Regions from separate parts of the Mus musculus genome. Here regions 1, 2 and 3 are each linked to region 4. Evidence: chromatin contacts called from public Hi-C and HiChIP or PLAC-seq data. All regions are on one chromosome and are shown on one strand. Each heading gives the region's core, a stretch centred on a gene start, on an enhancer-like site or on the middle of the called end of the contact. The rest is flanking DNA. Distances are from core to core; before and after follow the strand shown.

The links. Hi-C and Micro-C count contacts between places; a contact is called where the count stands out from the background. HiChIP or PLAC-seq counts read pairs in DNA pulled down with a chosen protein or histone mark.
Region 1: an HNF4G HiChIP or PLAC-seq map of pancreatic cancer cells shows a contact between it and region 4. The contact joins two enhancer-like sites. A contact is called at or near these places in 1 of 15 datasets of contacts at CTCF or cohesin (the NIH/3T3 cell line), 37 of 484 Hi-C or Micro-C datasets (3T3-L1-derived adipocytes, the AML12 cell line, the C2C12 cell line and 22 more), 2 of 115 datasets of contacts at active chromatin or transcription factors (astrocytes and pancreatic cancer cells) and 3 of 9 other capture datasets (embryonic stem cells, embryonic tail and embryonic trunk).
Region 2: a Hi-C map of uterus shows a contact between it and region 4, with 5 times the contacts expected there. The contact joins two enhancer-like sites. A contact is called at or near these places in 3 of 484 Hi-C or Micro-C datasets (cortical neurons, embryonic fibroblasts and uterus), 1 of 115 datasets of contacts at active chromatin or transcription factors (pancreatic cancer cells) and 1 of 9 other capture datasets (embryonic stem cells).
Region 3: a contact with region 4 is called in a FOXA1 HiChIP or PLAC-seq map of pancreatic cancer cells. The contact joins two enhancer-like sites. A contact is called at or near these places in 1 of 15 datasets of contacts at CTCF or cohesin (the NIH/3T3 cell line), 4 of 484 Hi-C or Micro-C datasets (embryonic somatosensory cortex, embryonic stem cells and stem cell-derived motor neurons), 1 of 115 datasets of contacts at active chromatin or transcription factors (pancreatic cancer cells) and 1 of 9 other capture datasets (embryonic stem cells).

The regions. Positions count from the first base shown.
Region 1 is chr1:91,954,228-91,957,764 of GRCm38.p6, forward strand. It overlaps Hdac4 (histone deacetylase 4), which reads right to left. Exons shown (of 27, transcript NM_207225.2): 21 at 1,815-1,934; 22 at 1,063-1,160. Among named protein-coding and RNA genes, the nearest start is that of Gm46242, 76 kb to the left of the region's middle. Within about 2 kb of position 2,159, at least 48 of the 459 cell types and tissues checked have an H3K27ac peak or open chromatin away from gene starts, as enhancers often do. A contact at or near this core is called in the NIH/3T3 cell line and pancreatic cancer cells, where this site is marked.
Region 2 is chr1:91,912,477-91,915,926 of GRCm38.p6, forward strand. No RefSeq gene overlaps it. Among named protein-coding and RNA genes, the nearest start is that of Gm46242, 35 kb to the left of the region's middle. Within about 2 kb of position 1,540, at least 19 of the 459 cell types and tissues checked have an H3K27ac peak or open chromatin away from gene starts, as enhancers often do. A contact at or near this core is called in uterus, where this site is marked.
Region 3 is chr1:91,856,848-91,860,608 of GRCm38.p6, forward strand. No RefSeq gene overlaps it. Among named protein-coding and RNA genes, the nearest start is that of Gm46242, 21 kb to the right of the region's middle. Within about 2 kb of position 1,649, at least 58 of the 459 cell types and tissues checked have an H3K27ac peak or open chromatin away from gene starts, as enhancers often do. A contact at or near this core is called in pancreatic cancer cells, where this site is marked.
Region 4 is chr1:91,576,557-91,580,216 of GRCm38.p6, forward strand. No RefSeq gene overlaps it. Among named protein-coding and RNA genes, the nearest start is that of Gm28380, 33 kb to the right of the region's middle. Within about 2 kb of position 1,500, at least 25 of the 459 cell types and tissues checked have an H3K27ac peak or open chromatin away from gene starts, as enhancers often do. A contact at or near this core is called in the NIH/3T3 cell line, pancreatic cancer cells and uterus, where this site is marked.

The sequences.
Region 1 (3,537 bases), core at 909-3,408, 380 kb after region 4:
GTCCAATGAGAAGTGGGACTGAAAACCTACTTCAAAATGAGCAAGCAGATGCTGGGAAGTGCCCTGAGACTGGCTCCACAGCTAAAGAGCACATGGCAGGTCTATATAAACTTTACGGACACATCTCACTGACTAGGGGCATATACACTTGCATACATGCACACACACTTGCTCAAACCTCCAGAGATCTATGTCTTACGGAATAAGCATATAAACACACAGCAATAGGCATATACAGGGACACACACAGACACACAGACACACGGGGCGGGGGGGGGGGGAGAGGGAGGGAGAGAGAGAGATAAAGACATATACATAGTACCACTCAGAATCACATAGACACATGTACATATATCTACACACACACACAAGGCACCTGCCTGTACATATGTACTTCATATGTATAGAGGTCAAGACATGACCCCAGAATTACAGAAGAGGCAGAGAAGACCCTTGGAGGTCCGTTGATGTTCTTATCCATAATACAAAAAAAAAGTGCATTTTGAGACCCAAGGCCCCCCACGGGCCATGCAGGCCCAGGAACTACTCCTGGGCTATGGCTAACTCGTCTGGAGCCTCCACAGTGCACAATGGCTGGGGAAAGCTGCCACAGTAACACAGGAAGAAAGCGGGGCCCAGCCATCCACTGTTGGCTGCAGTCTGGCCTGATGGTAATAAAAAGAACTGTGGAGGATGGAAGTCAGTACTTTGTAAAAAGCAGCCAGTGTGAGGGACCAGATCAGCACAGACGATGTAGTGTGAGCTATCGCTCTCCTTCATTCAGTTCCACTTTCCTTTTACAAAGGGTTTGTGGAATAATGAGCAGGGAATGAGATCTTTACATCCTCAGTTTTCAGTGACTCATGAATACTTTCTAGCACAGCAGAAAACTTCCCCTTCTATCACCTCCCCATCTTACCACTGGGACTCAACAGGCTCTCAGAAAAGGGAACTCCTAAGAGAAGTGAGGCAGTACAACAATTAACTCCAGAGTCTCCAGATGACTTGGCTGCCCTGGACTCAGAAGAACCAGCCTCTGTGGTTGGACAGTGGGGTACTCACCTGAAGGCTGCCAAGTACTCAGCGTCTCCCATGGGGGGTTCGAGGCCACCCGTGAAAGCCATGTTGACATTGAAACCCACGCCTGGCCCTGTGCCCACCTGCGGCCACAAGGAGAGAAACTGTCACCAACTCAAGAGAATACCTGGCACAACCAACACTTGAACTAGGGTGGATTGGACTGGCGTGCCCACAGGGATAGCTACATGTCCCGTGCATATGTGTGTGAGCTCACCAGTGAAGCTGGCTACCAGTGCCAGGCACTGTCGTCAGCGGTACAGTTTTCACAGGGCTGCAGTTATCTACAGGCCCTGAACTAGGAGGAATCACTGAAAGACAAAAGTGACTCTACTGTGGGACCATCTTCAGGGGCAAGCTCTGTGTCCCTGGGCATGCTGCTTAAAGATGCCCCCTAACCACAGTGGCTGGGAGTATCATCACAAGGTAGAGAAGCAGGAGTCCTGGGGAGCAGCTCAGCAACCTCCCTTAGTGTGTGCTTTGCTCACTCTGAATGTAACCAGATTTGGTGTGCAGATTCCCACTAAACTAGAAAAAATTCTGGCCTAAATCATGCACAGGATAATCCAGGCTAGCATTTCTGGCAGGGCAACCTGAGCTGTAACAAGTGTGAAATACTACTTCTGTGGCAGATGCAGGGCCTGCACCTGCCTGGTTCTCTTGGTAGCTGTGGTATCTGGCTCCAAGATAGCTTGTTCTCCTCCAGATACTCACAAAGTTTCATACACTCCACATACCTCATCTGGTGCTCCACTTCCTGGGAAGAAGTTCCCATCGTCATAGCGGTGCAGGGACATGTAGAGAACATTGGGGTCATTGTAGAAGGCCTGCTGGGTCCCATTCCCATGATGTACATCCTAAGAGAACAAGAGAACTGGCTCAGGGAGGATCAGGCCTTGAGTTCGACCCTCCTACTAGGTGAATAGCCTGGAATCTCTGGTACACCTCATGGTCAGGTATTGTGGGTACATGCAGCATTACAGAAATGCTGAGGCAAGAGTCTGAGTAACTCTGAGCACATAGTGTAGTCCTGACTTCAGTGAAAGGGATAGATGGGGTTAGGCTTCTAGCTGAGCTGAGGCTGCTATGTCAACAAAGCCATCTGAGTAATCTCACATGCCTGCCTTATTTGTGGTAAGTGAGCCATTTCCTAAGGATAATCACTAATTGTGGGTTGGCTACTTACAGGCACGTCACAAAGGGCAGCTGTTCTCAAGCTGTGTGTCGCAACCCCTTTGGGGCTGCATATCAGAGTTCCTGCATATCAGATATTTACATTACGATTCATAACTAGCAAAATTACAATTATGAAAGAGTGGCGAAAATAATTTTATAATTGGGGGGTCACAACACAAGAACTGCATTAAAGTCTGCAGCATTAGGAAGATTGAGAACGACTGACATAGGATATGTGGCAGTTGACCCTAGGTGGTCATGAGTGACCCCCCACCCTGAAAAGAAAATGACCAGCTCTTTTCTTAAGACTTGATGCACATTTATCAAGAGGCAGCTTTGGTTTCTGCCAGGCCGGTGGCCACTGTTGTAGGTCATGGGACTTAGTTTCCAGGATGGGCAGGCTAGGTGGTTTTGGGCTGCATAGCGCTCTCTCTCTCTCTCTCTCTCTCTCTCCCTCTCTCTCTCTCTCTCTGTGTGTGTGTGAGAGAGAGAGAGACAGACAGACAGACAGGAAGAGAGACAGAGACAGAGAATGAGGAAAGCTTTTTCTACAGGGTCATTCATCTGTGCTCAGTGCACACTGTGGATGGATGCCCCAGCGCTCACAAACACAAGAGCCTTTCATGCCACGCACCAGGTTCCTGGTGGAAGGAGGAACCATTGGTAACACTGTACAGTAAGTGGATGAGTACTGTAAATGAATCATAGTAGTATCTATGTGTGTTACCATCATGCATTTTAAGACAAAGTGTGGCCCTGGGGAGCATGTCCTGCAGCCCTGGGAAGACGAGACTGTCTATGTGGGTCACCTGCTGACTTCCTTGTTCCCAGAACATAATTGTCACATCTATGTAGCCACCAACTGCATGGCACTTCTGTTTTTTGTTTGTTTGTTTGTTTGTTTTTGCCACTTCTCTGCTTGTTCCCTAAGGAAGGGCCAGGATGGAGGAGGGGACAGGTTCACTGGTGTAGAAAACTACAACCTTCCTGCCTTGCTCAGGCCCTGTTCCAGACCCAAGTTGACTTGTTCTTCTGGTTTATATTTTGTTGGTTCTTTTTGAAACTGAGAAGGGCTTGAAATCCAAATGCTGTCCCAACCTGATGTGGGCTTAGTATAAAGGATGTTATGAGACATCAGTACTAAAGAGTTTCTGTGTGCAGGTATATATTAGAACCACTGGTTTCTTACCGCTTTTCATGTAACATATAATTCTGTAGAACAGGGCTACCCAGCACGCATGTCCTGAAGACCACTTCTCTCAGCCAGGACCAGGGTGATCCAGC
Region 2 (3,450 bases), core at 290-2,789, 340 kb after region 4:
AGGACTTGGGGCTGAGTAGGGTGTGTGCCATTGTTAGGTGACATCAGTGAGAGGTCTTGTCTTCCTTAAAGAAAAACAAACCTAGGAGGGACAGAAGGGCAGTGCTCAGAGCACAGCTGACAGAGACCAGGAGGACGAAGGAGAGACCAGCCCTGCTTGTCCTCCATCCTTGGCATGCAGCTGCTGTATGCTCCCAAACTGACAGATTTTTTAAAAGTCATGTTACATTTCTTTACACCCACTTCCTCCCCACAGACACCCCTTCTTCTCTGCACAGTGAGCATCCTAGGTTAGCAGGCTGACTCCCCTCGGCCTTCCTCTGCACCAAGAGTCCAGTGCATTGTCTGCATTTGCTCCATCACATCTGGTCTCTGGTGCCCTCCCTCACAAATCCCCCATCCCTGGTCTCCAAGGAGGAGATTTGGCCTACATCTCCATAGCTGCTTTTCACAAGGATGTCAGAAATCTGGCTGGAAGTCCTAGAACCCTCCCCCGCCCCGCCCCTGCCTACACTAACATTCCATCACATCCCAAACATCTGGCTGCATCTGCATTGCTGAGCGAGTTGCCACAGCCCACATTGCATGCGGGCATGGGGACCTTTAGACAGAGGGAGGGTCTCACCACTGGCCTGTGGCTCAGATCTGAGGTCAGAAGGCATGCTGTCCCACAGACTCCTCCTCCTGTAAGAATCTCACAAGATTGTCCTCAGAGTGAAACTCCAGAGCAGTGGATGTGGCCCTGGGACCTGTTAGCCCCTCCAGGTCCTCATGGGGGCGGGGGTGGGTGGGTGTCTCATCCTTGGAGTCTGAGCCAAGGCTTGGCCCTGTGGACTCCAGAGCAGCTCAGGTACCCAGGGCAGGCCTTAAAAAATACATAAAGGGCTTGGTAGATGGTTTAACTGGTAAAGTGCTTGCCTTACAAGCATGAAGAATGCATGGGAGTTCCATCTTAGAGATAATGCAAAGGCATTTGTAACCTTAGAACCGGAGGCAGAGAGAAGCAGAGATCCCGTGTTCACTGGCCAGCCAGCCTAGCTTCCAGTGACACCCCCTCCGCCCCCAGGGAGACACCTGAAGATGACTCCTGCACATACACAAGTGGGTGATGCATCCTGTGTTTTTGACACGTGCAGGCAAAATTGGGGTGAATTTGAGAGTGAAGATACAAAGCAACCCTGGGCAGTGAGGCCACCTCTGAAGGTCAGAGGAAATGGTGGGGTAGAGTTCTGACAAGTCTGAGCCCGTGGTCCCTTGTCCTCTCCTAGCAAACCCCTGAAATACTGAAGTCGGGGGAGGGGTCGGGGGAGGGGGCAGATCTTTCTTGTCCTATTAGGACCTTTTGTGGCCCCTGGCTTCCAGACACACTAGCCATGCGGCCTGCTTAGATCACTCAGGACCTTTTGGACAATCCAGAGCTGACTTTTCATCACACTTTGCTGATTAAACTCTTGACCCATGGTGGGAAGCTTGCTGTCTGTGGAGCTGTGTCATCCTGCGGCCCTGACCCCATAATCCACGGGATCCATGGCAGGGACCACAAGGGGGCGCCATACCTCAGTGTTAATTTTCTAGCAGACCTCTCAGTCCCTTGGCAAGGTCTCCTGATGGGGGTGTCCTCAGGGAGGGGTCAGTTTGCATTAGAGGGCTGAGTGTCAGTGATTCACCTCTTCAGGACAGAGGACACTTTGGGCAGGAAGGAGGTGTCCATAGTTTTTGTGTGGGTGGAGGACTCGGCGAGGCCCTCTCTCAGGGAGTCCCTCTCTCAGGGAAGGTATGGGAAAATCTTGTCTTTTTCAGGTTATTCACCCTACCTCCACCCCCCATCCCAAGCTGCAAGAATCTTAAAGCAAACAAATCAGTTTCTGCAAGAGAACACAAGATGCAATATCCATGGATACAGATACATATGTGTATCCTGTGGACACACACACACACACACACACACACACTCGAAAACACAAGATACACCACCCACATATACATATACATATACATATACATATACATATACATATACATATACATATACATATACATATACATATACATATACATATACATATACATATACATATACATCATATACATATACAACATCATATACATATACAACATCATATACATATACACATACACATACACATACATATACATACTTCTGTGTCATAGATAGGCACACACACATGATTTACCACCCACAGATACACATATATACCTGTACACACACACACACACACACACACACCCCACACACACATGCACATATTCTGCTCACATCCCTCCTGCTCCTCTAAGCAGACCTCCTCTGCCAGAGCCCTGGCAGGCCCGCCCTGTCCAGTTCCCAGGTTGATTTACCGCCCAAGAGAGTGAGGAAGCCCAGACTCCCTTATGGACTATACTTCCTTGCCAGCAAAGTTCAAGGTAGGGTCAGTTCTCTTCAGCATTGGCTTTCCAGCTCCCTGCCAAGCTGGGCCACAATATCCCTTTGGGGGAAGGAGACCTCCCAAGCAGAGGGTCCAGAGGACTGAGGACGCATAAGGAGCAAGGAGATGCAGGCTGGGGTACAGAGCCCAGTGGTGCTCTCCCTTGTGTTGTGAACACCCTCCCAGATCCAGCCTCTCACACAGTGTGTCTGTAAAGGACGGTGGCTTGGTCAGGGGACCTCCAGTCCTTCTGTGCCAAGTAGGATGCTATGTATGGCCTGGGGGGCTTTGGTCCCTGTAGACATCGATGTACCAGCCTGGCAGGAACCTGATTGTATCCTCTTAGGCTGGAACTGTCTTGAGGGTAAGGACCGTACCAGGCATCCTAGTGAGAAACTGCAAGGAATATTCCGGAGGAATGGAATCCTGAGAATCACCACCAGCACAGATATCACATCAGGGTGGGTGGAGGTTGGGGGTGGGGCTGAGGGTGGGGCTGTTGGACTAGTCCAAGCCAGCACCTTTTCTTTGCAGGTCTTCCTGTTTGAATAAGTAAACTTTGTTTTTCCTTGATGCGAAGCAATATGCTGTTTCTTATTGAAACGCTAGTAGACACTCTTTTTTAGTTGTTGTTTTTGTTTTTTTTTGTTCTGTTTTCCAGACAGAGTTTCTCTGTGTAGCCCTGGCTGTCCTGAAACTCACTTTGTAGACCAGGCTGGCCTTGAACTGAGAAATCCACCTGTCTCTGTCCTGGAACTCACTTTGTAGACCAGGCTGGCCTCGAACTCAGAAATCCACCTGTCTCTGCCTCTCTAGTGCTGGGATTAAAGGCATGTGCCACCACGCCCAGCTTAGTAGACACTCTTAAACAAGCAAAACGACATTCTACACACAGCCTCACCACAGCAGCTAAGTGAGAGCCTTGGATGATGTGTTCAACCCTCAGACCTCTATTAACCGCTCTTCGGTTTTTCAAACAACGGTATTCTTACCCTGAAGCTGGACGAAAAGTTCCTTCCCTAACT
Region 3 (3,761 bases), core at 399-2,898, 280 kb after region 4:
CCCCGTGGGGACCTGACCACATATGCGTTCCCTCCTGAGTCTCTGGTCTCCAGCACGCTGCTTGGCAGATAGGCCCATCTCTGTCCCTGGCTGAGTTGTTAGCCCTGTGTGGCCTGGTGCTTTCATTGGCTGTCCCTGCTCACAGCAACATTCTCTGCACTTGTACTTTGCCCAGCTGTCAAGATTCAACCATGGGGTCCCTTCCTGGTCTAAAGAAGATTTATTCCCTTCGGCTAAACAGCAAGCTGGTTCTTATCTATAGGCAAAGTGTTTACAGGAATGGAGGCCGAAGGCAGACAGCCTGTGAGAATGTCATACTCTGGACGTCACCCAGATGACAGGGCTCTAGTTCTGATGCACAGCAACACACTGTACCAGCAGACTCAGCTCCTTGTCTGCCCAAGACCAAGTTCTACTGGGAATAATGTCCACACTTGCTGCTCAGTCTTGGCTCCTAAAGGAATCCCAAGCTGTGGGTCCTCTGTGGCCTCCCAGGTCAGATCCATAGCCAGAATCTAGTCACATGGCAGGAAAGGCTCCAAGCTACTTCTCACTTGGAGAGAAAATACACCCTTGAATTTGCTCTCATTTTTGGCACACTCTGCTTCTATGTTGGATAAGAATTACTTGTGCCTTGTCAACCTTCCCCAGCATGTGACTGAAGCAACGACCTCTGCTCTCCTTCTTACCACCCAAGCTTTCAAGAAAAGGTTTGGTCAGCCAAAATGGCCCTTCGTGGTTGGGGCCAGATGGATGCTGTGACTTCCAACCTAGGTGGTGGCAGATCCCTGGTCATGGACTTGTGATCTGGAACAGCTGAGTCACAGCTCGGTGGGAGCCTGCCTTGCGTGTGTGAGGCCCTGAGTTCAAGCACCAGAAGGTTCTGTTGGTCTCCAGCAGGAGAACTGTGTAAGAAGCCATGCCAGGTGCCCCTGTCAGCTCTTCTGGGGGACACACAATTGGAGCCTGGAGCCTGTAAGTGAATACAGAGACAGGTGGGGGGGGGAATAGGCAGGCAGACAGACAGACAGACACAGAGACACAGCAAGATAGAGACCAACAGGCACGGGGGGAGGGGGCACACCGACACAGATCCACAGATATGTACATACACACAGTGAGAAACAGAAACACAGAGAGAGACGAACAGAAGGACATACAGAAACAGACACACACACATAAGCAGATAGAGAGGAGACACAAAGACAGACTCACACAATACGTAAGACACACATACACACACACACACACACACACACACACACACACACACACAGGGGGTGGGGGTGGGGGGCTAGTAAGATCTCTGACCATTATCTTGCTGACCTAAATCCAGAGCTGCCTTGATCAGAGGCCGTTCCCACTGTGAGGACCTGAGACACTTTGTTAGGGCTGGGAGAGGGTTCTTTCCAGCATGAGTCACTGTCCGCCTCTCTTCCTTAATTAGTGCTCAGGGACTTGCTGTTGTAACTCTAGTGAAGTCCACGGAAATTAATCAAAGAATATCTTAGACCTTAAATACAGCGAGAACTGCCACCAGGCCAAATCCGAAGGCACTGGGACCTGCATGGCCCAGCGCTCCCCTAGAAACTGAGCTTGAGCCTCCCACGTGTCCAGCACTCCCTGTCCTGGCACTTCCTTCCTCGGGGTTTACTTTCTGGAAGGTTTTCTACTTGTTTTTCCAACTATGGCAATTTCTCAATCTACTACATACCACAATCCTCAATAAAAACGGTTCTCATGGAGCCCTGGTCCCGAGGGCTTGGCAAGTATGGCTTCTTGGATGTGGTCCCTGTGTGTCTACACACTCTGGGATGCAAAGCACAGGGGGACTCTGTCCACACTCACATGAACCCCACCCTTGCTAATCTCCAGAAGATCAGCCAGTCTCATAGGTGCCAGAACCAGGGGTTGGCGTGGGAGGTGCCCAGCAAAAGGGTCCTGTGGTTCCAGTTAGTCCCATTGTACTTAAGAGGCTGAAGATATAGTAGGACCACATCCAGAACATGCAAGAGAACAGACCCACAGTTGTAGCATCCAGACTAGGAAGCTGTCTCAGCACCTACAACAACCATCCCAGCTGATCACCCTTCATCTGCAGTGCCCAGCCCAGCAGGCCACCCATAACCTATAGCACCCAGCCTAGAAGGCCCTACTCCACACCCAGCACACAGCTCAGGCACTAGCCTCATCACCCACAGTGCCCAGACTGGGCTGTCTGGAAGCCCTTCTCCCACTAGACTGAAGCCCTCCAGATCAGGACCACTCTACCCATTTCACCCCAGCATCCTCAGCCCCAGCCAATCACAGACCTAGGGGATCAAAGCGCAGACACAGAGGCACATGGACCAGCTTACCCTGCAGAAGCACTGTCATGATCATGATACAATTTTTCTATAAAGCAAACCCCAGCAGAGCAGAGGGGAGAGGTGTGAAATACTGACAAGAAAGGAAGGTGCTCCCACGGAGCCACAGGGGATGACCAGGAATGTAGAGTCCAGCCAAAAAGATAAGTTCACATGGCCTTAGGATCCCCCATAAATCTTCACTGTCTTCATGGCTTGGCTCCTGTGTTGAGTGTAGAGCTTGCCGGAAGTCTTAGAAGGGCTTTCTGCCGTACAGATCTGCCCGTGTGCATGCTCCATCCACAGGGCCAGGCTGGGTCAGTGGGGAAAATGAAGGGCATTAGAAGTTGTATTGAACAAGGCACCCAGGTGGAAATGACAGCCACTGACCAATGGGGTCACTTTGGGCAAGCAGGTGAGCCACTTGGGGTGCTCAATTTACTACTAGGACTTGTGCCAAAGAATAAACAAACCCTATTTGAGGAGATGGAGAGCACCTCCTAGTATTAGGGTTATTAATGGTGTAGACATGGTATTGGGGGAGGTGTTTATGTCCTAGAAGTGCTCTAGTGACAGGCATAAGGCAGACTGAGTCCCCAGAGCAAGAGGCAGAAAGGGGACACACCGAGCTGAGCCCCTGCGCTCATCCATGCAGATGCCCACGGGTAGGAAACCTAGATGCAGAAGACTGGCAGCCACACTCACTGTGCCTTCCGCTCTGTCTTCTCTACCTTGTGCCTGTTGCTATTTACTAACTTAAAAGCTCGTAATCTGAAGTCCTCTCCTGATTGTTTTTCTTACATGTATGTTTTCTTACATGTATGTTTGGTACATGAATATATATACATGTCGCGAGTACACGTGTGTGTAGGCCAGAGGAGAATGTCAGGTGTCTCCCTTTATCAGTCTCCACCATGTTCCCTTGAGAGGATCTCTTTGAACTCAGAGCTCTGGGTTTTTTCACCCAGCGCTGGCAGCCAGCAAGTCCCAGTGATTCTTCTGTCCCTACTGTTATCCTAGAACCTTAACCACTATAGATTGTAAAGTCACTTCCTTGACACGATCCAGTCACCTATACTATAGGACAGGATAGGATAGGATAGGTTTCTTCATCTTTGCCCAAGTTCTGAGCTTATCTTCAGTAGAGAACAGGTTTTCTACCCAGGTATATGGGCCGTGTCTGGATACAGCTTGGTCGTCTCCAGTGGGTGAAGCCAGAGGTGCTGCTGACCTTCCTGCAAAGCTATGGTGCGTGACTCATATCTTCTAAGTGCATTGGCCTGGCTGCCCAAATTGTTATCTCTAAGCCTAGCCCTCTGCTCCAGGCTGACCTATGTTGAGAATAGAAGGATCTCCTGGGTCTAAGCTCAGCTGGCATGGGACCTTGCTGGAGGGGGAGGAGCAGAAATGGATGGA
Region 4 (3,660 bases), core at 250-2,749:
ATGCACACTACAAACATTCATCAAGTCCCATATCCTCCCCAATCCATATCATATGTGCCATATACACAATGTTCTCCATACTCTTGACAGTTTCCCTTACATACACTTTGCATGCCCTGTATATACACACCATAAGCCACACCAATCTCTCTCTCTCTTTCTCTCTCTCTCTCTCTCTCTCTCACACACACACACATACACACACACACACTGTACATACACATGTGGGATTTATCACAATTACTATACCACACTATACCCACCAAGGTTACTCACTCCTACATCACACATAACATTTACTATAACAATATATACCATATGTACTAAATACAAAACATAGCCCACACACCACATACTATATGCTCTGAATATCCTACAGCTACATATAATGATCACTCCTCACTTATATACCATAAATAGCATAAACAACCCCACAACCCCCATTCCCCAACATATATCACATTTGCTTCTGAAATTACCATATTCTCATACCATATATCACATATATCATATACCACACACCAGTGAATATAAACATCATGTAGCATATATATTCACCCATATTACATATACCATATAACATACTGACTTACTCATACCACACACACCAATTTCACATGCCATATATACCACACACATACCATTCCACACATACTGTATGTGTACTACATACCCTATATGACACACACATTCATTCTATATCACATTACATATATCACACATCTTGTATAACCCACATACACACACCCTACACCACACTCTCATTTGTCCAACTCCTTACACAAGCATACCCAAACCTATGTGTATATTCCCGAACGTTGTTTTCATTGCTAGAATCTTGGGTATGGGGACTGGGGATGGAGCCTGGTCTCCTACACCTCCCTTTCCATGCAGGAGTGCCCATTGCTGAAGGACTCGGTAGGTTCTTATGGTGTGTTGACAGTGTCTTCCAGTGGCTGTGCTGGTGCTAACCTGGGTTACCCATGAGCATGGTAGATGATGCTATCTTAGGGCTGAGTGGGACTTAAATCAGCCTGCTGCCCTGAGGAGAGCAAGGAGATGGTGGGGGTTGGTCTGGAGCTGAGACACAGACACATTTTTTTTCTTTTTTTTTTTTTTTTTTTGTATCTCCAGTGAGTCGGGTAGCAGCTGCATGAAGCTGGTTTGATTGTACAGATGCTGTTGGAGCTGGTAGGGGAGGCAGTGTGTCCTGTCCTTCTGGACAGACAATGGAAGTGTCTTGCTGGGGTTTGTTGTTTGCTCTGCAGAGTAGGGATGCTCAGTCACACACCGGATGGACTCTGACTCTCTTGGATTCTAATGTTCTGGGGCCTGTGGACCTCAAGGGACGCCTAATCCTCATAATAGAGGTGACCTTTGGATACTAGGATTTTTCCAGAACAACATAGAAAGTTGGACTTGAGGGAGGGTGGACAGATGGTGGCCTGTATAAAGGCCTGTGGTTTGTGGCTCACGTTTAGTGATATCATCCTGGATAAGGTCTGAGTCAGCTTTTAGCTGGCACAGGTTCCTAAACACTGCTCAGTGGGCCAGGGCCTCCTTCCCATGATGCCCCACATCCCACAAAAGACTTTCCAAAAGTTGCCTCTCATTAGCCTCACCTTTGGCCTACATGGCTGAGGCTGGGGGTGGGGTTCACATTCTTACAAAGTGTTTAGAATTGTTCAAAAGTGGGAGAGGCCGCCCTTTGATCACAGTCTGAGTGGATATTGCGCTCTGGCCATCATCATTCTGACAAACTTCCTCCCCTCCCAAGCCTCCCTCCCCGCCCCACTCAGAAAGGCCCGGAGCTGGGCTGGAGTGACCTGGACTGTGGGTCCTCCTGCACCCTGCAAGGTCGGCTCACCATGGCAGTCAGCAGCTATTTTCATGGCCTCCCTTCCTGTAGGGCCTGTTCCCCAGAGGGAGTCTGTGGGCCTCCTCTCAATAAAAACTCACCAAGGACTTAGACATAAGGAATCCTTCTACTGCAGGGCTGATTTCCCCCTTATCCCCCCCGCCAAGGCCTGATCCAGCCCTGAGAATTCTAAAAGCTGGGGCCCTGGATTGTTCTGATTCCACAGAGCCAGTGTCGCTGTGGGGCCAGCAGGGGCTGTGGATAGAGGACAGAAGAGATGAGAACTGCTTTGAGGACAACTGTTGGTTGCAAGGAGGCCCTTCCCCCGCTTCACATCCTGGTTCATACTGTTGGGAGAGAGTAGAATTCTCTAAATGTCTTCAACCCATACACTTGGGGAGACTTTGGGACAGAAAGGAAGTGGTTCAGAGTGGTCCAGCTCTTGTGTTCTGCTCCTACATGGATGCTCGCTAGTACCTTGAATACTTCTACTACCTTGAAGAGGGGAGGCCCAGCCTCAGGACACTTGCCTGCCTGGCACCCTAGCCTCCATAGCTTGACCCTCCTACTACCATTCCTACCCAGGCTTCTTGGATGCTGTGGGCCCCTCCCTGATCATTCCTGCTCTGAAGCCATGTCTGATCTCAGGGATGTTGAGCCCTCTTCTGCTTCATCTTCTGTTTCCAGTCACCTACCCTGACCATACATAAATGGTCTGATGGGTCTGTGTATGCCATTTACTAGAGGCCCTAAGGAGTCCCATGGTTTTGTGGGGACTTCATACCAGAGGTCTGTGGGGTAGAGCCATTTTTCATGGCAGATCTGCTGCCCCGAGGGCCACTCCAAGCCTATCCCGGATGGATCTTTATTCTGTGTCAGGGATGAGCTTGCCTGGCTTGCGGACCTCTGAGTGGAGCTAGAGCCCTCCTTTGTGCCTGCCCACCCTATTTGCTGGGTGAACCACAGGCTCTGGCCTACCACTGAGGTCCACCCAGGAAAAGAGAAGCTCTTTGGATATATTCTAGGCATCATGTACACCTCTTGGAAGTTGGTCTTTGTGTATCATTCTATGTAAGTAAAACCACCACCACCACCACAACAACAACAACAATAAAGCAAATTCAAGGAATTACAAGAGGCTAAACACAAGGATAGAAACAAAAATAGCTCCCTCCAGGCCTATCTGCTAATGGGGCCCCCTGCAGACCAAGATCTGAGCAGTGACAGTCTATATCTGTAGAGTGGACAGAATGAGATTACAGCCCATCGGGTGAGACCAATCATTGGCTAAGAGGTGGGTGGCACTGAGTACTCTGTAGGTGACAAAGGGAGAAGCCAGAGGAAATGCTTCCCCACAAAGAGGGCTCAGCTTTTCCTGGCTTTACAATCTAACTGTGGGGAAAGGGTTTCCAGGAACATCTTTACATTTCAAGGTTTACTGATTTCTGTGTTCTGTCCTGGGTCTCTGTGTTCCCTCTTTCTTGGTCCCCATGTTCAGTTCTTCAGTACCTGTACCTTTGGTGTTGGGTTCCTGAATCCTCGTAAGTGGGCTCCTGTGTTCTCGTGATGGCTCCCTCTGTTCTGTAAATCATGGGATCCTGTAATGTCAGCTAATCCCCAATCCAAACTTCTGGGATTGTAATGGCCCAGGGTCACCGAAGGGTCCATGGAGCTTCAACCCCAGATACCTCAAACATGAGGACGGCAGGAATTTGCTACCTACCTCCTCCCAACCTGATGCTATAAAGCCAACTGTCATCCCTAGAACCTTCATCCCTAGCAGGACTTTATTACCCTGACTG